Regions from separate parts of the Sus scrofa genome. Here region 1 is linked to region 2. The links are chromatin contacts, called in public Hi-C maps. All regions are on one chromosome and are shown on one strand. The core of a region is the stretch at or near the end of the contact, and the rest is flanking DNA. Distances in the headings are between cores, read along the strand shown.

Region 1 (5,899 bases), core at 2,590-5,089, 4.4 Mb after region 2:
TTCAACCACACTAATGGAACTACAAACCAAAACCACAATAATATTTCACCTCATCCCTTAGAGAATGGTTACTATAAAAACAGACAGACAGACACACACACCACACACACACACACACACACACACAAGCAATAAATGTTGCAGAGGATGTGGAGAAAAAGGAACATTACTGGTGCAGCCACAGTGGAAAACAGCATGAGATTCCTCAAAAAATTAAAATCAAAACTATAGTAGGACCCAGCAATTCCACTTCTGGCGATTTATCTAAAGAAGCTGAAAACACTCACTTGAAAATTATATGCACCTCTATGTTCATGACAACATGAGTTACAATCACCACGACAGGAAAACAACCCAAGCATCTACGGAAGGATGAGCGAAGAAAGATGTGGTATATATCCATCTGCATTTCAGAGAAACATGGAATACTTTTGAGTAAGTCTCAAATATCACATGAGGCATCCTTATACTAAAATGTATCTGTTGTTTATCTGAAATGCCAATGTAACTGGGCCTATCTTGTTCTTATCTGCTAAACCTGGAGACAGTCCAATGAACGTGGATGAGAATGGTCAGGGCAGAGGTCATCACAGGATGTCTGGGCTGCTGTGAGCAAAGACTTCATTGAACTGGGAATACAACTGAGTCTTAAGCTGAGAGCTTTGTGGGCTGTTCCACTCCTTTCAGAAGTTCACAACACATCATCATCATGTGTGACTTACCTTTTGGATGAATCCGTGTTTTGTCTGCAGATTAGATTCTAAGTTGCTTGAAGACAGGAACCAGGTCTGTGTTCCCCACTCCACCTAGGACCAAGAGGCACACCAAAGGCATGTTAGTAAATTACCGCAGGAACTGAGTCAAAGGGTTTTATCTTCCCATAGAGTAAAAGCATTCTGTTTGGGAAATCATTGTTAATGGCTATTTTCTTTCTTTCAACAATGCAGCCAAGAATCCAGTCTGGAATCTTTGGAGGCAAAATAGTAACACAGATATGCATTGTCTGTAGTGCAGTAACTGCCCATGGTTGTGATATCATGGGCACATTTTGTTTTTGAAAGTCGGATACAATTTTTATTCACAAAAAGATAGTCAAAACTAATGGGAAGTATTCAATATAAAGATCTCAGCTTTTTCAAAAGTGCAATTTTATTTTCACGTTAAAAAGTTATAGTTGATTTATAATGTGCTAATTTCTGTTATACAGCAAAGTGACTGAGACAGTCACATATAAATATTCTTCAAAAAAATTTTCCTTTATGGTCTATCCCAGGGAATTGGATATAGTTCCCGGTTCTATACAGGACCTTGCTGTCTATCCATTCTAAATGTCATAGTTTGCATCTACTATCCCCAACTCCCAGTCCAACCCTCTTCCTCCCTCCTCCTCCTTGGCAACCAAAAATCTATCCTCTGTGTTTCTGTGTTGTAGGTAGGTTCATTTGTGCCATATTTTAGGTTCCACATATACATATGACATGGTTGTCTTTCTGACATAATTCACCGAGCATGTTCATCTCTAGGTCCATCCATGTCACTGCAAATGGCATTCGTTCATTCTTTTTCATGGCTGCGTAGTATTCCTGTGTGTATATATGTACATTTTCTTTATCCATTCGTCAGTCGATGGATAGGTTGTTTCTGAGGGTTGGTTATTGTGAAAAGTGCTACCATGAACATCAAGGTGTGTGTCTCCCTCTGAATCACTGTTTTGTCCAGGTATATGGCAGTGGACATATTTTTGGTATCTGGGCTACTTCCTAAGACACCACTCCACCCCCTGCCATGTGTGGCATCCTCTTGCTGGGATCAGACACTGAAGCAGTTACTTACAGCTGGGTAGTCAGTCCATTGACTATGAAAACACTTCTCTACAGGAGTTCCTCTGGGGCTCAGTAGGTTAAGGACACAGCATTGTCCCTGCTGTGACATGGGTTCCATCGCTGGCCTGGGAACTCCCTCGTGTCACGGGCATGGCCAGAAAGAAAGAAAGAAGGAAAGGAAAAAAAGAAAGAAAAAGAACATTTCTCTACAAGGAATCCTGCCCACATTTAAGTTCCTCTTCAGCCTAGTTTGGAACTCTCCCCCACTGTCTGCTACAGTCAGCTCCAAGCAGGAACAGGGTGAGGTCTACCACTGTAGAGCCGGTGGAACCCCATGGCAAGATAACTTTTCTCACCTCCTCTCCTGGGCTCAGCTCTTAAAACAAGCTCCTACTGCTCCTACTATGCACATCCCACTCCCCCCACCAGGGGCATCTTTCCAACAATTTAGAAGGTAATATATTGACATGATAGACTGATCATAAGACTTTAAAAGCATGAGAGAAACATGCAGAGGAGGCATCAAACAAGAAGCATTTTTTAAAATGTGCTCACTTCTTCCCCTTTAACTCCTTAAATTGAGTCTGAATTTTCATTCCAGCTCATCTCTGGACCCAGAATATCCTCTGTGGTCTGACCTGACTAAACGTCATCCCTTTTTTTTTTTTTTTCTTTTTGCTTTTTAGGGCCGCACCTGCAGCATATGGAAAATCCCAGGCTAGGGGCACAATCGGAGCTACAGCTGTGGGCCCACACCACAGTCACAGCAACTTGGGATCTGAGCCTCATCTGAGAACTACACCACAGCTCAAGGCAATACAGGATTCCCCAACCCACTGAGGCCAGGGATCGAACACTCATCATCATGGATACTACTCATTGGAATCGTGTTGGAATCACTTCTGATGTGCCAGAATCAACGCATCAACAACAGGAACTTCCTCATTTATTTCCTTAACTACAATACTCCTAAGAAGACAGCAACCAGGTTTAGTGTTATTAGGACTAGAAGCTTCCCCCCAAGTGGCCTCCAAAGTCAGAAATGTCTTCAAAGTGTATGCACATTGGTCCATTTTCAGGACTGGTTATAAAGTTTTCCCAGGCTTCTGCCAGAGATTAAGCTGGACACTAGGTAAAGTGATCACGGCAGATTTTCGTCAATAATATACCGAAACAGGGATGTGTCAAGCATGAAATGACTCATCCTGGATTTGTACAGAAGTGGCTGGGCAGTTTAAAGAGGGAATGGGTGTGTGTGTGTGTGGTGACTCAAGAGATTCAGGTAGTGAGAATTTTTTAAAAATCGAGAAGGGAAAGTTGGAGACTCACCTGGGGACACTAAGCAGAGTTTATGGAAGTTAGGCTCCTCCTCTCCTAGAGACATTGAGGAGCAGAGACTCTCTTCTGGTGTTGGCTGAACAAATGCTAAATTCTCTTGGCACCTTGAGCTTTGTCAGGCAGGGCATTCTAAGTGGAGCTGGAGTCATCCTAGCGATGCCAACTTGATGTTCAAAACCGTCTTAGTGCCTAAGTCTTTAGAGGCCAAGGTTGAGAACTAGTTGAGAAGAGGGCAGAAGCACCTGTCCAACCTGGCCAAGGAAAGGCTCTCTGTCACTTCCCAGTGAATTTAGTAAGTGCTCCTTCCCTTTCCAAAAGGCTACAGGAGAATCCAAGGAACGTGTACCTAAGCTGCAGTTTGTGTCCGAGCAGCCCACGTGCAGCTGCCTGTGAGGAGGAGGGGCAGCAGCACAACCCAAGGGCTACTCCAGTCAGGGATCTTTTTAGGTTTAGAAACCTCAAGCCAAACACGCTGCGGCGGCGCTCGTGGAGCTTAAGCGCCAGGACCTCAGGCTGCAGTCCGGAGAGATTCACGACTCCCAGAGACAGGAACTTAAAAGCACTTTCCAGGTGCCGCGCCCCGGTGGCAGCACAGCCAGTTCTGTTCTCACCCCTCCACAAAGAAGCCCAGGACTCCATGGTCAGCCACCCGGCCACCAGCACTGCAGCGTCTAGGCCACGGTCCAGGCCGGAAGCGGGAGGTGCTGGGAGGCGGTGCCGGCGGCGCGAGGTTGTGATGTCACTTCCCCTGGGCGGGCCCCCCGCCCATCCCGCGCAAATTGAAAGGTCCGGCGGTCTGTGCAGTGCTGAGCGCTGCGCTGCTTGCCTGTTCCTTGACTTCCGTGCCTCAGTCTCGCCTGTACCGGACCACGTGAGTGGGGACCATGCAGAGAGGCTTCAGAGCCCCCATCCGGTTGCGCTCAACCGGACGGATGGCCTTTCCCGGGAAGCGAGAGGGGTGGGCGGCCCGTGGTGTCTGCCTACTGGTACCCGCTCCAGCTCTGGGGATCTAGGATCTTAGGGTGGGAAAGGGATGGTCTGAGGCGCGCCAGGCCTTGCAGTGGCCCTGGGGGCGGCTGGCGAAGCACCCGCGAGCGAGCGAGCGAGCGGAGCTCCTGTTGCAGGAAAGTATGGACCGATGGAGCGGGCTCACCTGGCCTGGGAGTGCGGTTTGGCCGACTGAGGGAGGGTCCTCTTGTTTTTCTGCAAAAGCTAACCGGCCGGTTTTATGCTCAAACTCCCAGTTTCCAAATGTTGACAAGTACATTGTTTTCTTAACTTTGCGCAGATCACAGGAACTCCTGGAACCGGCTTCTGGGCTGACCTGCCAGTCCCTGTGAGACTGGATGGATCGGTGACGTCACTACTACCTGTCCTGGAACCATCTCTTGAGGATGCTTTGTGCCTCCCTCCTCTCTCCTCATTGTGCTGAAAAAGAAACACATACTGGAGAATATTTACCCAACTTAGAAGAAATATGTAAGCTTCATGAAATATTTACTATTTTAGTTTTCCTCAGAGTGAAAGAAAACTTTTTAGGAACATCTGAGTGGTAGGAAGCTAATAGCTTTTCCCCAAACTGTGGCTTGAGGACCACCTGCATCCAAATTGCCTGTGTTTAAAATTCAGAATTCCCATCTCACTCCACAACTAGTGAATCCTAGTCACTAGAAGTGGAGTTGAGAATCTGCAGAGGAACTGAAATTTATTCCTGGATTAGAGTGTATCAACAGGGTAAGTCTGATATCTGAACCTGTGGGTACTTCCTTCCTTTCCTTCCAAACTTAATGTCTGATAGGAGAGAGTTATGTTAAGAAATACGCAGTGTCTGCCACTTTCACTTTTTTTTTTTTTTTTTTTGCTTTTTAGGACAGCACCTGCAGCTTATGGAAGTTCCCAGGCTAGGAATCGAATCAGAGCTGCAGCTGCCGGCCTGTGCCACTGTCACAGCAATGCCAGATCCAAGTTGATTCTGCAACCTACATCACAGCTCACGGCAACACTGGATCCCCAACCCACTGAGAGAGGCCAGGGATTGAACCCGTGTCCTCATGAATACTAGTTGGATTCATTTCTGCTGCACCAGGATGGGATTCTCCTGCTTTTGTTTTTTATTATGGGGAGTTGGAGATGGGGAGGATTGTGGCATCTTCAGGTTTCTGTGTGGAAAGGGCTTGGTGCTACAACCTGGATGGAAGTGGGTGGGGAATTAAAGCGTTTATTGTGCAGCTGTTTTTTCACAGCAGGCACAGTTTCATATTATTTTGCCTGGAGCTTGCAGAGTCTGATGGAGGTGCCTCCGGGCACCACCACTGCTGATTCACAGAATGGTCATTACTTGGAATAAAGCATCCCGATAATAGTAAATTTTCAGGCCTGAAAAAAGTATAGCTTATGGAGTTCTCCTGTGGCGCACCAGGTCAAGGATCTGGTGCCGTCACTGCAGCTGCCAAGGTCACTGCTGTGGCATGGGTTTGATCTCGGGGCCTAAAAAGCAAAAATAAATAAATAAATAAAATAAACTGCATTGATTCTCAAATATCTAAACAACAGCAGCTGCTGTTTCAGTTTCCAAGCTCTCTTTCTTTATTTTTCAAAAATTTGGGGGTAAATATAATTTGCTTTAAATATTGCTGCTTTCCCTTTCTCTTTTCACATCCTCTAGTTAACTTGGCACTATGGGGATCCAAGGATTACTGCAGTTTATCAAAGAAGCTTCTGAACCTGTCCACGTGAGG
Region 2 (5,608 bases), core at 109-2,608:
TCTTCCAACCCACATGTCACTGTCCTTCCACCCACCACCCTCAACACCTCTGCCATTTGGGCTTCTGCCCTTGACTTAGACATTATTTACCTACCATCTCCTTTTGGCCTCTGCATTCTTTTAAGATACAGAATAAGGCCCCAGACTCCAAACTAGCAAGAGATGTATGACAGACGAGGTTCTGACATTCTACCCTGTTCCTTAGGCCCCATCTGCCACTTTACGCCAGAGGATGACAGATCGGACAGACGGCAGGTGGGGGTGAGGTGGCATTGGGGGGAGAAACTGGCACAACCGTTTGGAGCCAAATAATAGATCATGGCTGGAAACTCCCGTCTTGATTTGGCTCAAGGGCCACAGCTATATTTGGCTGGCCCCCGATTGACATAATTATTATTGCCAGAAAGTAATTTTAGGAAGAACTGAAAAGGAGGACATGGGTGATTAAAGTTCTAATAATAACATTTCTCAAAAGTCTGGGTTAATGACTCTGTAACTCGGGTAAAAGAAAAGAGGCTTCAGGTGTTCAGGGATTCGTCCCTGGAACTGAACTTGGAAAAACTATTCTGTTCGGAAGTCAAATAGGGCAGGGATCGATCATATACCACTGAGAAATCTTGGGGAAATAAGGGGGGGGGTAGTTCATGTTTTTTACGTTAGCATTTCCTCTAACAATTTTGTGAGAAATGTTTTTAAAGCGGATACTGTTTTCAATTCATTCACAGCGCATCCTTTTACTAAACAAGGCACTGTACTAGTCCTGCTGGAAGCATCCATGGTGTGGGCAGGGCTGGTCTGAGCCCTTGGCTTCAGCATTCTGGCTGTTTACAGCCAACTTCTGTTCTGATTAGGTCAGTGTCCAACCTGATTGGCTGACGTCCTGCCGATTGTTAAATATTTCCTATGTCACCCTTGGATCTAAGGCAAACGTTCCGTCCTAAAATAGCTTACAGTGTAGAGCATGAGTTCGGCCCACAAATAACTATAGCGCAATGGTGTGTCATAATAATAGTTTCCATTATATTCCACCTTGTCCTTAACCAAGTGTATTCACACACACTATAGCGTTTGAACTTCACATTGCTCTGCAGCGTGTTCCTATTCTCATCTGCAGATAAGAGAACAGGAAGTTCAAGGAGGGAGGGGTCATTCACAACTCAGAGAGCAAGGCCCTCTCCTGATTGGACAATACCCGATTTTCCCACAATGCCCATAGCCTCTCTATTTAAAACAGGAGTTGTTTCGCTCACGGATTAATTCCTGATTTCTAAATGCAGGCTTTCCTACTCAAGTAACTAGGGAAGATGGGCCTTGCAGCTCTGTCATTCTGAGAGGAAGTTACAAAAGCCTCATTCTGAGAAAGGAGCTGTCAGGAAACTCAGATAACAAACCCAGGGGAAGCATGGCCTTGCCTTCAGGCCCTCCACCAGGCCTTCGTGCATGCAACAGACAAATGCAAATCAAAACTAAAAAGCTAGGGCACTGAGCGAGCAGATGGCAGAGGGAAGAACACAAACAAACAAAGAAGCAAGGAAGCAAAAAAATCTAAAGCTTTAAAGATTAAAGTGCCTAGTTATCTGGGGTCAGACCTATCCTCTTTGCCACAGCCTATCACCAGAGCTCAGCACAGAATCCCAGTGGGTGTTCCTCGTGCCAGCCCCGAGGAAAATAGGTTAGCCCTGGTGAGAGGCGTGTTGAGGTCTGCAGCAATAAGCTTGGCTTTGTTGGGAATTCACTCACGTGGCACACTTCTTTCTCTGCGGGGCCACCTGCATACACACCCCAAGTCTTTATACACATGGTCACAACAGGGTGACCTTACACCCAGAGAAGAAAATACAATATTTCCCCCGTGAGTGGTACTTACCATTTATCACTTGTCCAGTGGTCCCGGCACAGGGGGATGTCACAGAGATGGGACCCTTGGGCAGACTGGACGCCTTCTCTTCTGCATCCGGCAGGCATCGTACCACGTTCCATTCCTACTCATGCCCAGCAATGACGTCCTTCGTGGACCCTTGCAGAGGACACTATGTCAGGCTGGGAAGGGAACCTAGCTGTGGTTTAAGGCATCCTCTCTTTTTCCAAGAAAGGGGCATGAAATTGACAAAAGTGAACTGACTTGTGCGAAGTCGCCAAAGAGGTCCGTGACACAAGCAATGCAGGCGACTCTTGAGTTCTGGTCGTTGCTCCTAGGCAGTTGTTCATGCCAGGGTCTGGAATAGCTTTACTATCATACAACTCGTGGAACCAGTCACTCCACCAGGTGTTAGAGTGGTAGTCATGGAAACGAGGCCACCTCATTAGTACCTGCTCCCTGGGACTTCCTGTTCTGTCTTGGGTGAATGTCTGGAGAGCTGGGCCTAAGCACACCTTTGGTTATTCAAATTCCACTGTACACACAGGCAGGCCATCTTTTGCTGTTTTGTTTTGTTCTCTTTTTGGGCCACTGCAGGGCAGATGGAGTTCCCGCCCGGGCCAGGGATGGGATCCCAGCCACAGTTGTGACCCATGCTGCAGCTGTGGCAACACTGTTCCACTGTGATGGGCTGGGGATCAAATCTGTGTCCTGGAGATGCAGAGATGCCACTGATCCCATTGAGCCACAGAGGGAACTCTTCTCTGGGGCATCTTTGAAAGGACTCCAGAATCAACTTTTTCTGTGAAGCCAAGAAGCATGTGATTATAAATATTTGCAGTCTGGCCAAGGGTTTTCTTTTGCGTGTTTTTTGTTTGTTTGTTTGTTTTGTTTTGTTTTTTTAACAGGAACTTCCTGATTTATTTCCTTAACTACAGTACTCCTAAGAAGACAGCAACCAGGTTTAGAGTGTTATTAGGACTAGAAGCTTCCCCCCAAGTGGCCTCCAAAGTCAGAAATGTCTTTAAAGTGTATGCACCATAGGTCCATTTTCATGACTGGTTATAAAGTTTTCCCAGGCTCATGCCAGAGATCAAGCTGGACACTAGGTAAAGTGATCATGGCAAATTTTTGTCAATAATATACTGAAACAGGGATGTGTCAAGCATGAAATGACTCACCCTGGATTTGTACAGAAGTGGCTGGGCAGTTTAAAGAGGGAATGGGTGTGTGTGGTGACTCAATATATTCAGGTAGTGAAAATTTTTTAAAAATCGGGAAAAGAAAGTTGGAGACTCACCTGGGGACACTAAGCAGAATTTATGGAAGGTAGGCTCCTCCTCTCCTAGAGACATTCAGGAGCAGAGACTCTCTTCTGGCGTTGGCTGAACAAACGCTCAAATCTCTTGGCATTTTGAGCTTTGTCAGGCAGGCATTCTAAATGAAGCTGGAGTCATCCTAGGGATGCGGACTGGATGTTCAAAACCATTTTACTGCTTGTTGAAGTCTTTAGAGGCCAAGGTTGAGAACTAGTTGAGAAGAGGGCACAGGTACCTGTCCAGCCTGGCCAAGGAAAGGCTCTCTGTCACTTCCCAGTGAATTTAGTAAGTGCTCCTTCCCTTTCCCAAAGGCTACCGGGAGAATCCAAGGAACATGTTCCTAAGCTGCACAGTTTGCAGCTGCCTGTAATGAGGCAAGTTAGCAGCACAACCCTAGGGCTACGGACAATTCCAGTCGGAGATCTTTTTAGGTTTAGAAACCTCAAGCCAAACACATGGCGGCGGCGCCCTTGCAGCTTAAGCGCCAGGACCTCAGGCTGCAGTCTGGAGAGATTCACGACTCCCATGCGGAGACAGGAACTCAAAGCACTTCCTGGGTGCCTTGCTCCGGTGGCAGCAGAGCCAGCTTGGCTCTCACCCCTCCCCAAAGAAGCCCAGGACCCCAAGGCCGAGAGACCGGGCCAGGGGGAACGCAGCGCCTAGTCCACAACCTGGGCCGACGCGAGGGGCGCTGGGAGGTGGCGTCAGCGGCGCGAGGGCCTGACGTCACTTCCTCTGGGCGGGGCCCCGCACATCCCACGCAAATTGAAAGGTCTGGCGGTGGTCTGTGCTGTGCTGTGCCAGGTGCTTGTTCCTGGAGTTCCACACCTCCGTCTGGCCTGCACCGGACCACATGAGTGGGGACCATGGGGACAGGCTTCGGAGCCCCCATCCGGCTGCGCTTGGCCATACAGATGGCCTTTCCCAGAAAGCGAGAGGGGTGGGCTGTGCAGAGCCCTTGGTGTGTCCCTACTGGTAGCCGCTCTTTTTTTTTTTTTTTTTTTTTTTTTTTTTGTCTTTTTGCTTTTTCTAAGAGCCGCATCCTCGGCATATGGAGGTTCCCAGGCTAGGGGTCAAATCAGAGCTGCAGCTGCCAGCCTATGTCACAGTCACAGCAATGCCATATCCAAGTCGATTCTGCAAACTACACCGCAGCTCGCGGCAATGCCGGACCTTTAACCCACTGAGGGAGGCCAGGGATTGATCCCGCATCCTCATGGATTCTCGTCTAGTTCGTTAACCACTGAGCCACGAGAGGAACTCCAGAGCTTTCCCTATTTTTAATGGAGTTGCTTTGTTAGAATTCTTTGTATATTTTGAAGCAGATACTTTGTTCGATATGTGTTTGCAGATAGTTTTCTCTCAGTTTGTGACTTGTCTTTTGATTTTCTGAATAAGGCCTTTCACAGAGTAGAAGTCTTAATTTTACCAAGTCCATTTGACCCCTAGCCCGGGAACTTCTGGCAGCCCTAAAAAACCAAACCAAACCAAGCCCTCTAGGAGTTCCTGTAGTGGCACCCACGGGGCAGGCGTGGCCCTGGAGGACCCTGCTTTGTGTAGCTGAAGGGAGTTGAGGCTCCTCGGGCCTGTGGCTTCTGCTTCCCTGGGACGATCGGGACGATCGACGGCATCTCTGTTGGCAGAGCTCTGTCTGCTTTGGACTTGAGGGGCTTTCAGCTTTAGGATGTCAAGAGGCTGTATCTACACTGACGGGAGCTAGGTTTCCTGCCAACCAGCTGGCACAGGAGGAAAAGCTGAGCAGAAACTTCCAGCTTCCCGTGTGCGCCAGAGGGGGGTCCGCCTTCAGAGGCTGCAAGAAGGGCTCCAGGTTGAAAGTTGGGGGTTTTTGGTCTGTTTTGTGTGTGGTGTGGATGGTGTCCACTCTCCTTAAATGGTACGTGGTATCCAGTTTTCCCAGCAGCACTTTCTGTGGGGATGATGTGGCCTTGGCCCCTTTGTCATGAACACACTGACCCGCTCATTGTGGGTTGAATTCTGGGCTCTGTCCTCTTGCTCTGGGCCAGGCACCTGTTTTTGAGCCAGTTCCACACTCTGCTGGTGACTGTAGCTTCACAACAGAGTGAAGTCAGGCAGGGAGACGCCTCCAGCCTCCTGTCCCTTCCGAGGGTTGCTTTGGCTCCTTGGGGTCCTTTGTGGCTCCACACAAACCATAGGAGGATTTGCTCTACTTCTGGGGAAAAGACTGTTGGAATTTGGGGAGGGGCCAGCATTCAAGTATCATTTCCTTGGGCAGAATGAACATTTGAACAAAGTGAATTCTTCTAAGAGCACAGGGTATCTTTCCATTTATGTGTGTCATAATTTTCAGGGTCTTCATAAATGTCTGAAAATGTTGAGGTCTTTCATGTCCTTGGTTAAATGTATTCCTTGATCTTTTGTTCTTTTTTTTCCTTTTTTGGCCGCCCTGTGG

What was found. A called contact is a pair of places that touch in the nucleus more often than the background predicts.
Region 1: a contact with region 2 is called in a Hi-C map of fetal liver, with 14 times the contacts expected there. The contact joins the promoter of LOC102166270 here to the enhancer-like site in region 2. A contact is called at or near these places in 1 of 5 promoter capture datasets (fetal liver) and 4 of 47 Hi-C or Micro-C datasets (embryonic fibroblasts, fetal heart ventricle, fetal liver and 1 more).

Annotation. Positions count from the first base shown.
Region 1 is chr10:15,313,646-15,319,544 of Sscrofa11.1, forward strand. It overlaps LOC102166270, which reads right to left and starts at 3,840. Exons shown (of 12, transcript XM_021064450.1): 1 at 3,153-3,840; 2 at 723-806. It overlaps EXO1 (exonuclease 1), which reads left to right and starts at 3,911. Exons shown (of 15, transcript XM_021064446.1): 1 at 3,911-4,032; 2 at 4,450-4,640; 3 at 5,827-5,899. The coding sequence starts at 5,840.
Region 2 is chr10:10,921,168-10,926,775 of Sscrofa11.1, forward strand. No RefSeq gene overlaps it. Among named protein-coding and RNA genes, the nearest start is that of DUSP10, 18 kb to the left of the region's middle. Within about 2 kb of position 1,359, at least 13 of the 83 cell types and tissues checked have an H3K27ac peak or open chromatin away from gene starts, as enhancers often do. A contact at or near this core is called in fetal liver and liver, where this site is marked.